3 separate regions of the Rattus norvegicus genome follow, and regions 1 and 3 are each linked to region 2. A link is a contact called in public Hi-C data. All regions are on one chromosome and are shown on one strand. Each heading gives the region's core, a stretch centred on a gene start, on an enhancer-like site or on the middle of the called end of the contact. The rest is flanking DNA. Distances are from core to core; before and after follow the strand shown. Region 1 has its middle 29 kb from the start of Cd28. Region 2 holds the start of Raph1 (Ras association (RalGDS/AF-6) and pleckstrin homology domains 1). Region 3 has its middle 10 kb from the start of Cd28.

Evidence for each region. Hi-C and Micro-C count contacts between places; a contact is called where the count stands out from the background.
Region 1: a contact with region 2 is called in a Hi-C map of psoas muscle, with 1.9 times the contacts expected there. The contact joins the enhancer-like site here to the promoter of Raph1 in region 2. A contact is called at or near these places in 2 of 12 Hi-C or Micro-C datasets (frontal cortex and psoas muscle).
Region 3: a Hi-C map of liver shows a contact between it and region 2, with 2.3 times the contacts expected there. The contact joins the enhancer-like site here to the promoter of Raph1 in region 2. A contact is called at or near these places in 2 of 12 Hi-C or Micro-C datasets (frontal cortex and liver).

What each region holds. Positions count from the first base shown.
Region 1 is chr9:69,629,307-69,633,400 of GRCr8, forward strand. No RefSeq gene overlaps it. Among named protein-coding and RNA genes, the nearest start is that of Cd28, 29 kb to the right of the region's middle. Within about 2 kb of position 1,470, at least 14 of the 93 cell types and tissues checked have an H3K27ac peak or open chromatin away from gene starts, as enhancers often do.
Region 2 is chr9:69,482,551-69,486,368 of GRCr8, forward strand. It overlaps Raph1 (Ras association (RalGDS/AF-6) and pleckstrin homology domains 1), which reads right to left and starts at 1,469. Exons shown (of 14, transcript NM_001108798.2): 1 at 1,271-1,469. It also overlaps a transcript of Abi2 not described here.
Region 3 is chr9:69,648,266-69,652,200 of GRCr8, forward strand. No RefSeq gene overlaps it. Among named protein-coding and RNA genes, the nearest start is that of Cd28, 10 kb to the right of the region's middle. Within about 2 kb of position 1,691, at least 4 of the 93 cell types and tissues checked have an H3K27ac peak or open chromatin away from gene starts, as enhancers often do. A contact at or near this core is called in liver, where this site is marked.

The sequences.
Region 1 (4,094 bases), core at 220-2,719, 150 kb after region 2:
GCCAAAGCCAAATGCCAGAAACGGATTGCCAAGAGACGTAGGCTGTCCTCTCTGACATCTGCTACTTCTGAGTCGGAGTCCAGTCAAAAACAAGTCTTTAAGAGGAACAAATACGTGGTCAACCTTTGAAGAAAGGAAGAAAGAAAGGAAGGAAGGAAGAAAGGAAGAAAGGAAGAAAGGAAGAAAGGAAGGAAGAAAGGAAAAAAGGAAGGAAGGAAGAAAGGAAGAAAGGAAGGAAGAAAGGAAGAAAGGAAGGAAGGAAGAAAGGAAGAAAGGAAAAAAGGAAGGAAGGAAGGAAGAAAGAAAGGAAGGAAGGAAGGAAGGAAGAAAGGAAGAAAGAAAGGAAGGAAGGAAGAAAGAAAGGAAGGAAGGATGAAAGGAAGGAAGAAAGGAAGGAAGGAAGGAAGGAAGAAAGGAAGGAAGGAAGGAGGGAGGAAGGAAGGGAGAAAGAAAGAAAGGAAGAAAGAAAGAAAGGAAGAAAGGAAGGAAGGAAGGAAGAAAGAAAGGAAGAAAGGAAGGAAGGAAGGAAGAAAGGTAGGAAGGAAGAAAGGAAGAAAGGAAGAAAGGAAGAAAGGAAGAAAGGAAGAAAGGAAGGAAGGAAGGAAGGAAGAAGGAAGGAAGGAAGAAAGGGTAATTCTTATTTTCAGTTGGAATAAAAACCAACAGGAAACTTCAAGGCATTCCATTTCTGTTAGTTGTTATAATTGATATAACAGTATAGCATTTTATGTATTCTAACTGCAACTGAAAACAGATATCTAATACTTAAGAAAATATTTTCTTTTGGTAGTCATTTTATTCATGGTTTCTCTTCCTCAAATTGGGTCTTTCCCTGTAGCCTAGGCTAGTCTTAAATACATCATTCTGTCCAGGCTGGCCCTCAGACTTACATCAATCCTCCTGCCTCAGTCTACTGAGTGCCAGAATTACAAACACTCACACCCAACTCACCCTATGTGTGTGAACCCTTAAGCTAGTAAGAGAAACTTTGAACTTCTTCTATTCAGTCCTATGTCTACTTTTAGTGAATATTTGTAAGAACCAATATAATTCTTTCTCAGTAACTATGTTTTTTTGTTTCCTTCAGAGGGTCATGTGAAAGATTGTATAATTCAGAAAAGTTATTTCTACTATGAAAAAAAAACACTCCACATTTAAATCAATCTGAGTCTCTCCCTCACATCCAGGCTGAATCTAGGACACATCTGGATGTTGGAAACATCCACATTTGATTGACTTTTCCAGTTTTCAGAGCATTTAGTAAATAAAAGAATAAGGCACTTGTCCTGACACATGCCTTTTAAAGAAGTCAACAGCATTTCTGTGGGACTGGCAAGCCCATAGCACAGCCCTTGTTTCCTGCCCATTGCCCCTGTCAGACGTGCCTCATGCTGGTGGACAAGGTTCACTTTCAAAGGGTGTGGTTTTTGAGGTTGCCAACATGCCTTACCATGGCTTAAAATAGCTCTCTCTGGCTGCCAGATGGCCCAAGGAGACACCCAACTTAGGAGTCACCGACTTTAGAGACTTCTGGGTGCCTTAGGACTAGAACTCTTTCAGGGTCCTTCCTACATTTCTATTTTTAAACATCTGAACCACTTTAAACTTTAAACCAGGACCTTATTCTTCTCCTCCCCCTTCCCCTTGTAAGTGAAAACAGAGAGTAAGAATTAATTTTGGGAACAGACAGCTATGCTGACCTGTTGCCAGTCCCCTGAGAACATTCATTTTAAACTACTCTCCAAAAGAAACTTACTTTTTCAGACTAAATTCTTTGAATTCTGTGTATACAGAAGGCAAGAGAAACCCCATGGGGAAGCAATTCTGGTAGCCTACAAATAAAGCAGCCCCTGTGGCCACCTGACAAGAGTAAAGGAAAAAACCTTAGATACACTCCTCGGGGTAAATTCTTTCCTGGGTACAAATGCACAAAACACAGTTCATTCCAAGTTACAGAATGGTAATTCAATTGCCTGGGGAAATTAAGGGAAAAAAATCTTGAAAGAGAAGGCAAATAATATTATTTAGGGACAGAAATAATTTTTTATTAATTGAATGGAAGAATAAGATGAATAGGGTTTTAAAAAAGAGAAAAATAAATATATTGTAAAGGAGGCCTTCGTCAACTATTTCCTGAGCACTTACTATGCATGAAAAATAGTTGCAGTCTCTAGAGATCTAATAAACAAGAGACTAGAGATATTCCTGGCCCTCATAGGCTTCCTAGTCAGTGGAGGGCTCAGCTAGCTACCTAAACTAGTGTGCTAATGTGGTAGTGTGTGTGTGTGCGTAGATACTTCACAAGGATGCTTAAATCAAGAACTTAAAGGGTTAGATGGACAAAGCTCTTGACTTTGTCTTTGTCTCTACTAGGGTCCTATTGCTGTGATGATAAGACACTATGGCCAAAAGCAAGTTGATCAGGAAAGGCTTTATTTGGTTTATGGTTTCAAATCACAGTACATCATTAAAGGAAGTAAAGGCAGGAACTCAAACAGAACTGGAATCTGGAGGCAGGGGCTGACGCAGAGGCCATGGAGGGTGCTGCTTACTGGGTCGGTCCTCATGGCTTGCTCAGCCTGCTTTCTTCCACAAGCCCAGGGGGTCATGTCAAAACATATTTCCATTGAATTTATTTAATTCTTCTAAATAAGAAGGCACCTAATATGCTCAGTCCTGTGTTTGCGGTGAGCAGACACCACACAGTTCTGGTTCTTATGGGCATACATTGTGAATTTTATATAGTAACTTATAAATACATGAATTCCAATTTTACCAGAAGAAACAATATAAGTGCAAATCTCAAAATAAAAGATTTTAGCTGAGAATGGCAAGAAAATCAAAGGTTTAGATGCATTTTTGGATGCCTATAAGACTGTATTTCATATTTCTATCATTCTTCCCTTTTGTTGTTCTATAATAATTAATGTTTTATACTCTATTGGGAGAGGGACACACAACATGCTCCTTTTAGATATTTTAGCTTTCTGGCCTCGCTCAATTGATAATAGCAAGAGCTACATTTTTTGGGGCTAAATAAATACCAGTTAATCATAACCAGCATTCAGATTCCCTCCAAATCCGTCTTCTAGTTGTCCTGATATTATCAAACCCATTTTTTCAAAATATTATCAAAAAGTTGTCCTGATATGTCAAACCTATTTTTGTGACTATTTTTGAAGCCTGATATTCCTAACACCTGAACAGAGGACAGTTATCCCTGCACAGTGAAAGCTTAGAAGGAAAAGCCAAATTAGAAAAAAAGAGCAGCAGGAATTTTCTCTGTTCTCCAAATGTCAGGAAGATTACTGCCGGATGTTGGTTAATATACACGGAATAGCATTTTTTCTGCTTATAGAGCCAAGAAAATAACTCGAAGTAACTTCACAGTATTAGATATGAACACTGGGGGAGCAAGCTGACCTTTCTAATAGAACAATACCCTACTATTACATTGGTGTTTCCTGGGGCCCTTTGGAATTTTGAGTTATAAGAAGCCATGGTCCCCCCTCCCCTCTCCCCTCCCCTCCCCCCTCCCCTCCCCTCCCCTCTCCCTCCTCTCCCCTCTCCTCTCCCCTCCCCTCCCCCCTCCCCTCCCCTCTCCTCTCCCCTCCCCTCTCCCCTCTTCTCCCCTCCTCTCCCCTCCTCTCCCCTTCTCTCCCCTCCTCTCCTCTCTTCCCCTCCGCTCCCCTCTCCTCTCCTCTCTCCTCTCCTCTTCCCTTCCCTCTTCTCTCCTCCCTCCTTACATTCCCCTTTCCTTCCATTTCTCCTTTCCTTCCATTCCCCCTTCCTTCCTTCCTTCCTACCTTCCTTTCTTTCCTTTTTACTTTTTTCCTTCCTTTCTTCTCCCTTCCCCCCCCATTCCTCCCTTTCAGTAAAGATAGCAAGGTAAGAGGGATCAAATAAAAGAAAGGAAATGAAGTACCAAAAGAAGGACTTAACCATTAAAGCAGACACTTTCCCAAAGGAGTACTCCATCTGCACTTATCATTTACACCTAATAGCCACATGCAGGATGTACTTCCTGTGCTCTGAATCATACATTCTCAACAGAAATTACCCACCGGGGTAAAAGAGGTGTGTGTGTGTGTGTG
Region 2 (3,818 bases), core at 219-2,718:
GACCCTCCGCCCCCAGCAGTAGGAAAAGAAGTTTAATTTAACACATATGGTGCAGGCGACAGGGTACCAATTTTGCATACCTTTTCTTATTCAATCTTGACAACAGGCTAGAAAGGTAAACAGGTGGCGCACTGCTGCTTACCCGTAGGGAACTACTGCATAGTTAATGGCTTGCTTGTCCACTATCACGTCGCTAGTCTATTCTAGCGCATGGAATGTTAGTTTACTCTGTTCTAACGCTGCTTTCACTGCTCAAGTGTTGTAGAAGTGTCTCCCACTATACCTGAGTAGGTTTCCGCGACTGTGTGCTCACTTCAATATTCTTACGAACACAATACCACCATTTAGAATCATGCCTCACCCTTAGCCTGCTACCTTTACAATTCCTTAGGGAGGACTTTACCTACTGGGGTGGCTCTCCACTTCTCTATGAGAAATGCTGCAGGGAGCACCCACCCCACACTCTTCTTCCCACAAAATGTATGAAATACAACACACAGGAAACATGCAACTCATATCATTTCCCAAAGCCCCTATTTCACTCTGAGGCACATGTTTATACCAGCATAAGGATCCAGCAGTTCCCAGTTCACACAGTGGGGCTATCCTAAGACAACGTCTGAATAAGAAAAGGCTATCTTTCAGGCGTCTTAAAACGAAGGCACCCTAACCAACAGTATTAGGCAGCCTTCCCTCTCTCAGCCGTCCTCCACTGAATTGCAGTTTGGATTTCCGGCGGGAATGTACGCGGAAAGATGAGATGGAGCTAAAAAGCACTAGAGCAATTACTTTGCCGGCTTAATTAGAAGACACAGAAAGCGCCCCGCCTTTCTAAATCTCTGCAGTGAACTCATCTATGAAGGCAGGCAGGGCACGGAAGCTAGAACAATCCCGCATCCAGCCACCGGTTTCTGTGGCTATCGGGGGCCAGTTCCTTTCCACCCGTGGTCCCCGGCCACCAGCGCCCTAGTGCTGAGTATCAGCCCTGCCGCACCTCCCCAGGCGGACCTAGGTCTCATTGTCTGCACGGTGCAGCCCCAAGGGGCGCGGGGTGCAGCCCAGGCCCCGCCGACCCCTACCCAACGCAGGCCGCCTGGTCGGGCTCAGCCCAACGCCAAGCCCGGCCGGCAACGACCCCGCCCCGGACTGCAGCCGCCTGCACTCGTCCCGAGGGCCACGCCGGGCACTGGGAAAATGGAGACGGCAGCGCCTTCGGAGCACCCAGATCTCTGTCTCCCGGACCTCGAGGGCCAGGCGTCGGAGCACTCACCGCGGCAGCCCCTCGGCCCTCCCGGAGCCCCGCGCTAGGCAGCAGCTGCTCGCGCCCTCCAGCCGCCGCTGCCGCCTCGCCAGGCGCGACGCTCCTCTCCCGAACGCTGAGAGCGACCGCAGCTCCCGCGGCGCGCGCTCGGTGACTGACTGACCGACCCACAGAGCGGGCGTCGGCGGGAACTGGGCGGGTCGGCCGCAGAGCCGGGCGGCGGGGATCACAGAGCCCGCGCGTCCGGCCCCGGCATACAGGGCGGGGCTGAGGGCCGCGGGGCCCAGGGGCGGACCGCCTCGCGCCCGGCCGCGCGCTCCTCGGCGCGGCCACCGCTCACTTCCGGCGCTGGCGGCCACGCGCCTCTCTTGCCGCCTGCACACGCGCACGCGCGCGCCCCTCGCGGCCTGGCCAGCCACCCCCCCCCCCCCCCACCACCGGCCGCCCCTCAGGCGCCGGGCCGCACCCAGCCGCGGCTGTCCTCCGCGCCCTGCCTTTCCTGCGCGCGTCCTTGTGAGCCGCCTCCAGGAACCAATGAATCAGAGAATGAATGAGAGGAGAGGAAAATCCCGCCGCGGTCCCGCCCGCCGTGGCCTTGCCCGGGAAGCCTGCCCAATTGCTTCGGTCCGAGGGTCTTGGAAGACTGAGGGCGGACGAGGAGGCCGGTCTCGGATGTGCGCCTTTGCCTGCTCGGCATCCTCAGTCTCCAAAACCAACCCTGGGCTAACCTTAGGCACTCACCGACTATTGTTGAAATCTGGGAGCAGTGCCTTAGGAAATCCCATTTTAGCTTAAACTCTGCAGTTTCGTTCAATGTATGGGAAGCTTTGGAATCAGACGTTATTCCATTCATCTTTACCTTTTCACATCAAAGCCTGTTCATCTGTGTCCCTGTTCTGTTCTCCTTTACTGAATTTGTTCTCAGCAAGGGTGTTAGCCTGAGCCCTCTCCTGAGCCCTGTGCTGTGTTTCCCGAGTACTACATTTAAAATACTGAGTTTGATGCCAAGCTCCCAATTACTCAAATGCTGCTTATTTTAATGCAGGTTTGACTTAGGCAGACTTAGATTTCTTTCGATTTACGTCCTTCTCATGACCTTCATGTAAAGTTGATCAAAGGAAAGGCAAAGTAGTATTAAATTACCTTTGCTTGGCTATGTACTTTGTTAGCATTAAAGAAATTGAGCTATGGTCTGGAATTGGCTGCATTGAATTTTCAGCATTTCCCCTCATGTCTTCTTGTCCTCTCTTTAACCGTTTCTGTAATTTGAATTTTAACCCCCCCCCCAAAATCACGTATTTCCAAAATTCTGGCGATCTTTCTAAGAATGAGTATTCATTTCTCTATTCTAGGATCAAATCCCAGTTTGACTAATTGCACTTGACTTCCTGATATTCTTGAAGATTTCCAAGTGGTTTCAGTTTTTAGTAGTCTTTCCCAAACTGCTGCACGATCTGCTTCAAACTGGTATTTAGAACTGTCCAATACCATTACTGGACTGTTTCACATGTGAGATGCTTATACTTTAGGAAATAAATGCATTTTTCTATTTTAAATTTATAGGCACTTCAATAACCATGTAAAATAACATTATCTCGTAAACTAAAAATGGTAGAAGTGGCCCGTTCCTGTGACCTCTCTTCCTTGTTGAGTTTAGTCATCATTTATTACCTGTAATTTTTTTCAGCGCACTATATTCTCTTAATGAATATCATGTGCAGTATCTTCTGTAGACCTTTGTATTAAAGACTAATGCTTTGAAATTTTGAATCAGCAATGCATTTAAATGTCTGGAGCCCCTTCATTTCCCTTGTGACTAAGTTTATTGAGATTGAACATACCTAGGTGCTCAAACCTAATAACGTGTTGTCAAATGTTATTACCAGGCTGAACGTTAACATTACAAGGAAGAGTCTCACTTTTATAGAAACCTCCTTACAAAATAGGCCCCAGAGTGCTCTTTAGATAGCTCTCAGCCAACTCTTCCAAGAAGTGCTTGGGCTGGTTAAGATGAATCTTAGAAAACAGTCACTTTCCATCACTGAGAAAAATAAACAGGTCCTCATCAGTTCCATTAAACCATGAAATAATCCATTCACTTAATTAGAGTCTATTGAGCTCCAGCTAATGTGTAAGAATGCGAAGACAAGAGAGACTTGATGCCTCCAGCCCCCAGAAATCACAGACTGCTGGATAAAGGAGGCAGGGAAGCCACTATGAGAAAGTTCGTCTATTCACAGGTCAGGAAAGCCTATCCAGTGGGGAGATAAACTAACTACGTGTTTAATGACAGGGAGGAGCTAACCCAGTGAGGAGGGCACAGGCATTCTAGAGAAAGACAGCAATGTCTGTGCAGGTGTGTGAACAGTAGTATTACCATGCCCAAGAGGTCTACTCCCAAGTAATTCAGGACAGACGCAGAGAAGGTTCAGATAGGTGGGGAATGGTAGAGAGGACCGAATTAATCGAGAGCTCATATTCTACACTAAGGAGCTTGAACTTTATAACAAAGAATAAACTCTTTGACTTGTGTCTTATGGTTTCCATTGCTGTGGAG
Region 3 (3,935 bases), core at 441-2,940, 170 kb after region 2:
GCCACTTCACTGCTTGTAGTGGCCCTGAGCTGGAAGTCCCCTAAGGCCCGCTTTCACCTTCCTCTGCTCTGAGCGCTCAGCAGTCAGGCTGGACACAGAGCTTAAGGCCACTGATAACAATCATATGAAACCGACATTGGCGAGCAGACCTGTTTTAAACACTGGATCCATTATGCAGATGCCTCCTGAGTCCATGACATCAAAGCAGGGGTTTGTCTTACTGTAAGACTTCTGCACTGAACTCAGTTCACAGAGTAAGATCCAAGCATGGTGTGGAGATTCGTGGTGACTGACAAGTCTGCCACAGCCCAAGCCTTCCTTGGTGAAATTTCACTTTCACGTCACCCAACTCTTTGTGGGTCTGCAAGCAGGCCAGGCCCCTTAAGACTTTTATTGGTAGTGTATACTGTGCCTGAAAAGCAAGTTCCCCTCCTGACTATGGTCTGTATTCTCTGTATCATGTGACCCTGCTCACACGTGCCTCTCCAGGTAGATTAGGGTCTTCTTCCTCCACGTTTCTTCAAGGCTGACATTTTTGAGGGGATATGGGAATTCTCTTAATCTTCCAGTCTATAGGGTGAATGAATGCATTTCTAAGGTGACTTCACGTGACTTACATACACTTCCGGTCTTACTTGTTCCGTTTAGAGCTGCACAACTGTGGTTTCCCCAGAAGAGCCTGATAATAATTTGGTCCAGCAAACATGAGTAAATGTCACAGTGTGAGCAATATCAGGAGAAATTAGCTCAGAGCCAAGCCCTGAGAGGATAAGGTTTCCCCATATTCCCAGTCTCCATCCAGAGTCTGCGATTGGGCAGATCGATGAGCTCGGTGCTAGGCACTCCAAGTCTGAGTGGGCTGGGATGCCATGGGAGCTACATTCTGTGAGCACTGAAGTCGTCTGGACTTCTTCTCAAGGCAATATGTAAAAGACACCATATGTAGCGTTGGTGTTGTGGGTGTTCTAGGTGCATTCTTACACAAATCCTAGATTTATCTGGTCTTAGTGGTCTTTTCCTGTTTTTCCTTTTGTGCATTCTTTTTGAGATCGCATAGCTCAGGCTGGCTGCAAACTGATTGTATATAGTCCAGGCTGGCACCCAAATTCTTCATCTACCTGCCATAGCTTCTGGATTCTCTCATGTCACCACTCAGCTCCCTCTCTCCTTCCCAAGTACCTCTCCTTCCTATTTCTAGAAGAAAGCACACAATTTTAATTTCATCCTGTGTACTTATGGGAGATTGATAAAGACGTGTGTGTGTGTGTGTGTGTGTGTGTGTGTGTGTGTGTGTGTAAAGATAACTAAGCATGATATCACTTAGGAAGAAAAACACACTGCTTTTTCTAGAAAAATTAAGTCTTAAATCTTTGAGATGGTTTTGCCTTTGCCTTACATAGCAAATGCTTAATAAACTATAGCCACAAGTATAATCATTAATTATTAGTAATAAGATTCGATTTTTAAAAGCAGGTTGCATTTATGCTAAAAATCAAAGCAAGTGTGGAGAGCACTCTCCTGGCCCTACATTCTTCATAGGAAGTAGAGATTGTATATATTAGCTGGAGTTCATCCAGGCTGCTTTTGGGACAAACAGGATAGCAGGTCAACAGCTGTTACTCTTCTATGACATTCCGGGAAGTGGACAGATGTATTCAGATGACCTTCCTTATTCAGTGACTGTGGGAACTTGTGGGAAAGAGTAGGAGACAGGGGGCCACAGCAGAGCAGGGAGGAGGAGCAGATTCCCAGTGGGTCAGTAACATGAGCGACCACGGAGAGCAATGTTGAAGTTAACAGCTTTATTTCCTGGGGGGGCCGCTTTAAGCAACACGTTCGAAGGCCTATAAAACTTGTAGCAGAGGGGGAGGAAGCTTAAGCATGACAGTTTTCCCAAGGCTTGGACAGGATTTCAGTTCCTGAAGAGGTTAGAGGTGGCCGGCTTACAATCCACTTATTACATGGTCAGGAATAGAAAAGGGATCTGTCAGGTTCAATACAGGATGCAGAGTGAAATGCATTCCTTTCCTTGCTCTCCCACCACAATCATGTCTAATTGTCATCTGGACTCCAGAAAATACCTAAACATCCCAGTGCCTTTAAGCAGCAAATCAGACACAGGAAGCTTGCTGCCCCTGTGCCATGCCATCCAGAAGGTAGGAGACTGTCTTTAGATCAACCTCAGTGAAACCGTCAGATTTTCAGAAATGCAGAATTTTGGGTATAGTTGACTATTTCGCTGATAACCATCTTCTCAGCAAACAATGTCAGGTATGTAAGTTTACCCTGTTGACGTGGCCTAGCTGGAGTCTGAAGGCAGCACACCTTCTCCGTGTTCATGATGCCACGCCCCCTTTGCTTTCTTCAGATTGACAAATACACGAACTTCTTGTCAGAGCCTATTGTCTGGGCTCCTGATAGGTCTGCCTTGCTCACAGTAGTCTGAGTTCTTTGTCTGGTCAGGATAACTTCCTTTCAGATGATATCAAGGCTGTACTTTGATACTTTGTTCCTCTTCTGGTGAGGTCTCCATGAGTATAAGGTCAGCATGATGGTGCTGAGAACCAAATCGTCCTGATTAAAGAAGACATTAGAGAAGCAGTTCTTAACCACTGGGTTGTGTCCCCCTTGGGGCTCCCATATGAGACAGCCTGCATATCAGAGTCTTACATTAGGATTCATGACAGTAGAAACACTACAGTTATGAAGTAGCAACATAGTAACTTTATGGTTGGGAGTCACCACAGCATGAGGAAATGTATTAGAGGGTCACAGCATTAGGAAGGTTGAGAACCACTGCCTTAGAGTCACGTTTAGCAGAATGAAACAAATTAAGACAGCTGCTTAGAGTTGCATTGTGAGTATACGGCTTAGCCACTCTGAGCTCTTGTTTCCTTAACCATGAAATGGAGATAATGATGCTCTTCACCTCCTGGGGTTGTAGTGAGGATTAGGTGAGATGAAGCATGCCTAGCTCTTAGCTCATGCAGCTGGAAGCCTCAGATAAATCTTAGCTACAGCTTTTATAACTCAGTGATAAGCCTACCTGCTAAGGGGCCAAAGTCCACTTAGGTCCTTTAGGTAATTGCTCTAGGAAAAATTTCACAATATTGTTTCATGTAGTTCTTGATAAAAACTCTTAAGTTGTTCTTGCAAAAGTTTTACTCGGTTGGATTAGATGATCACTGTAACTTTCCTTTCTTCCGGGTTTAGCATTATTTTCTGTATAAGGCACTGATTCTGCATGTTTGGGGTAATATACATGACTTTCATAACTTCATCATTGCCTATCATTTTAAATAAATTCTTAAAAAAATACTAGCAGCTGGCATAATACTATAAAGCCCAAAGACAGAATCACTTGTTTCACTATTTTCCTACAACCATCCTGGGAGCATTTGAACCTGTGTAGAAGGAGCTGTGGAAGAATTAGGAACATAAATGAATAGCAAGTATCTAACTGGAATCCAGATCAATATGCTTTATGCTGTTTGGCTTGTTCTGTGTGACAGTAGCTACAAGACTTCTTACTGATAACTCGCAGCTCAACACTGTAACTCTTGGAAGCTTTCAATGATACTTTGTAGTTAATACCTATGTGTGTTCAAACTTCAAGAGTGTCCAATAAGGGGAAACACAATGCTAATTTCCAAAGACACATGCTGGAAGAAACCACTCTGTGTAGTAAAATGGATCCATCTAAATAGACCACAGGTACATTTTATGATCTGTTCTGATGGAGTTAACAAACATTTATTCAGCCTTTACAAGCAATGTGAAATAGAGATCAAATATGTCTCTAGATTAAGGATGGAGAAGATTCATACTGTGTGAAATATGAACAACATATTGAGTTAGATATTTTCATCTCTGTTTTATATAAGATGAATTGAGACTATAGCTCTCTCAAAGCTTCTTCTTCTTCTTCTTCTTTG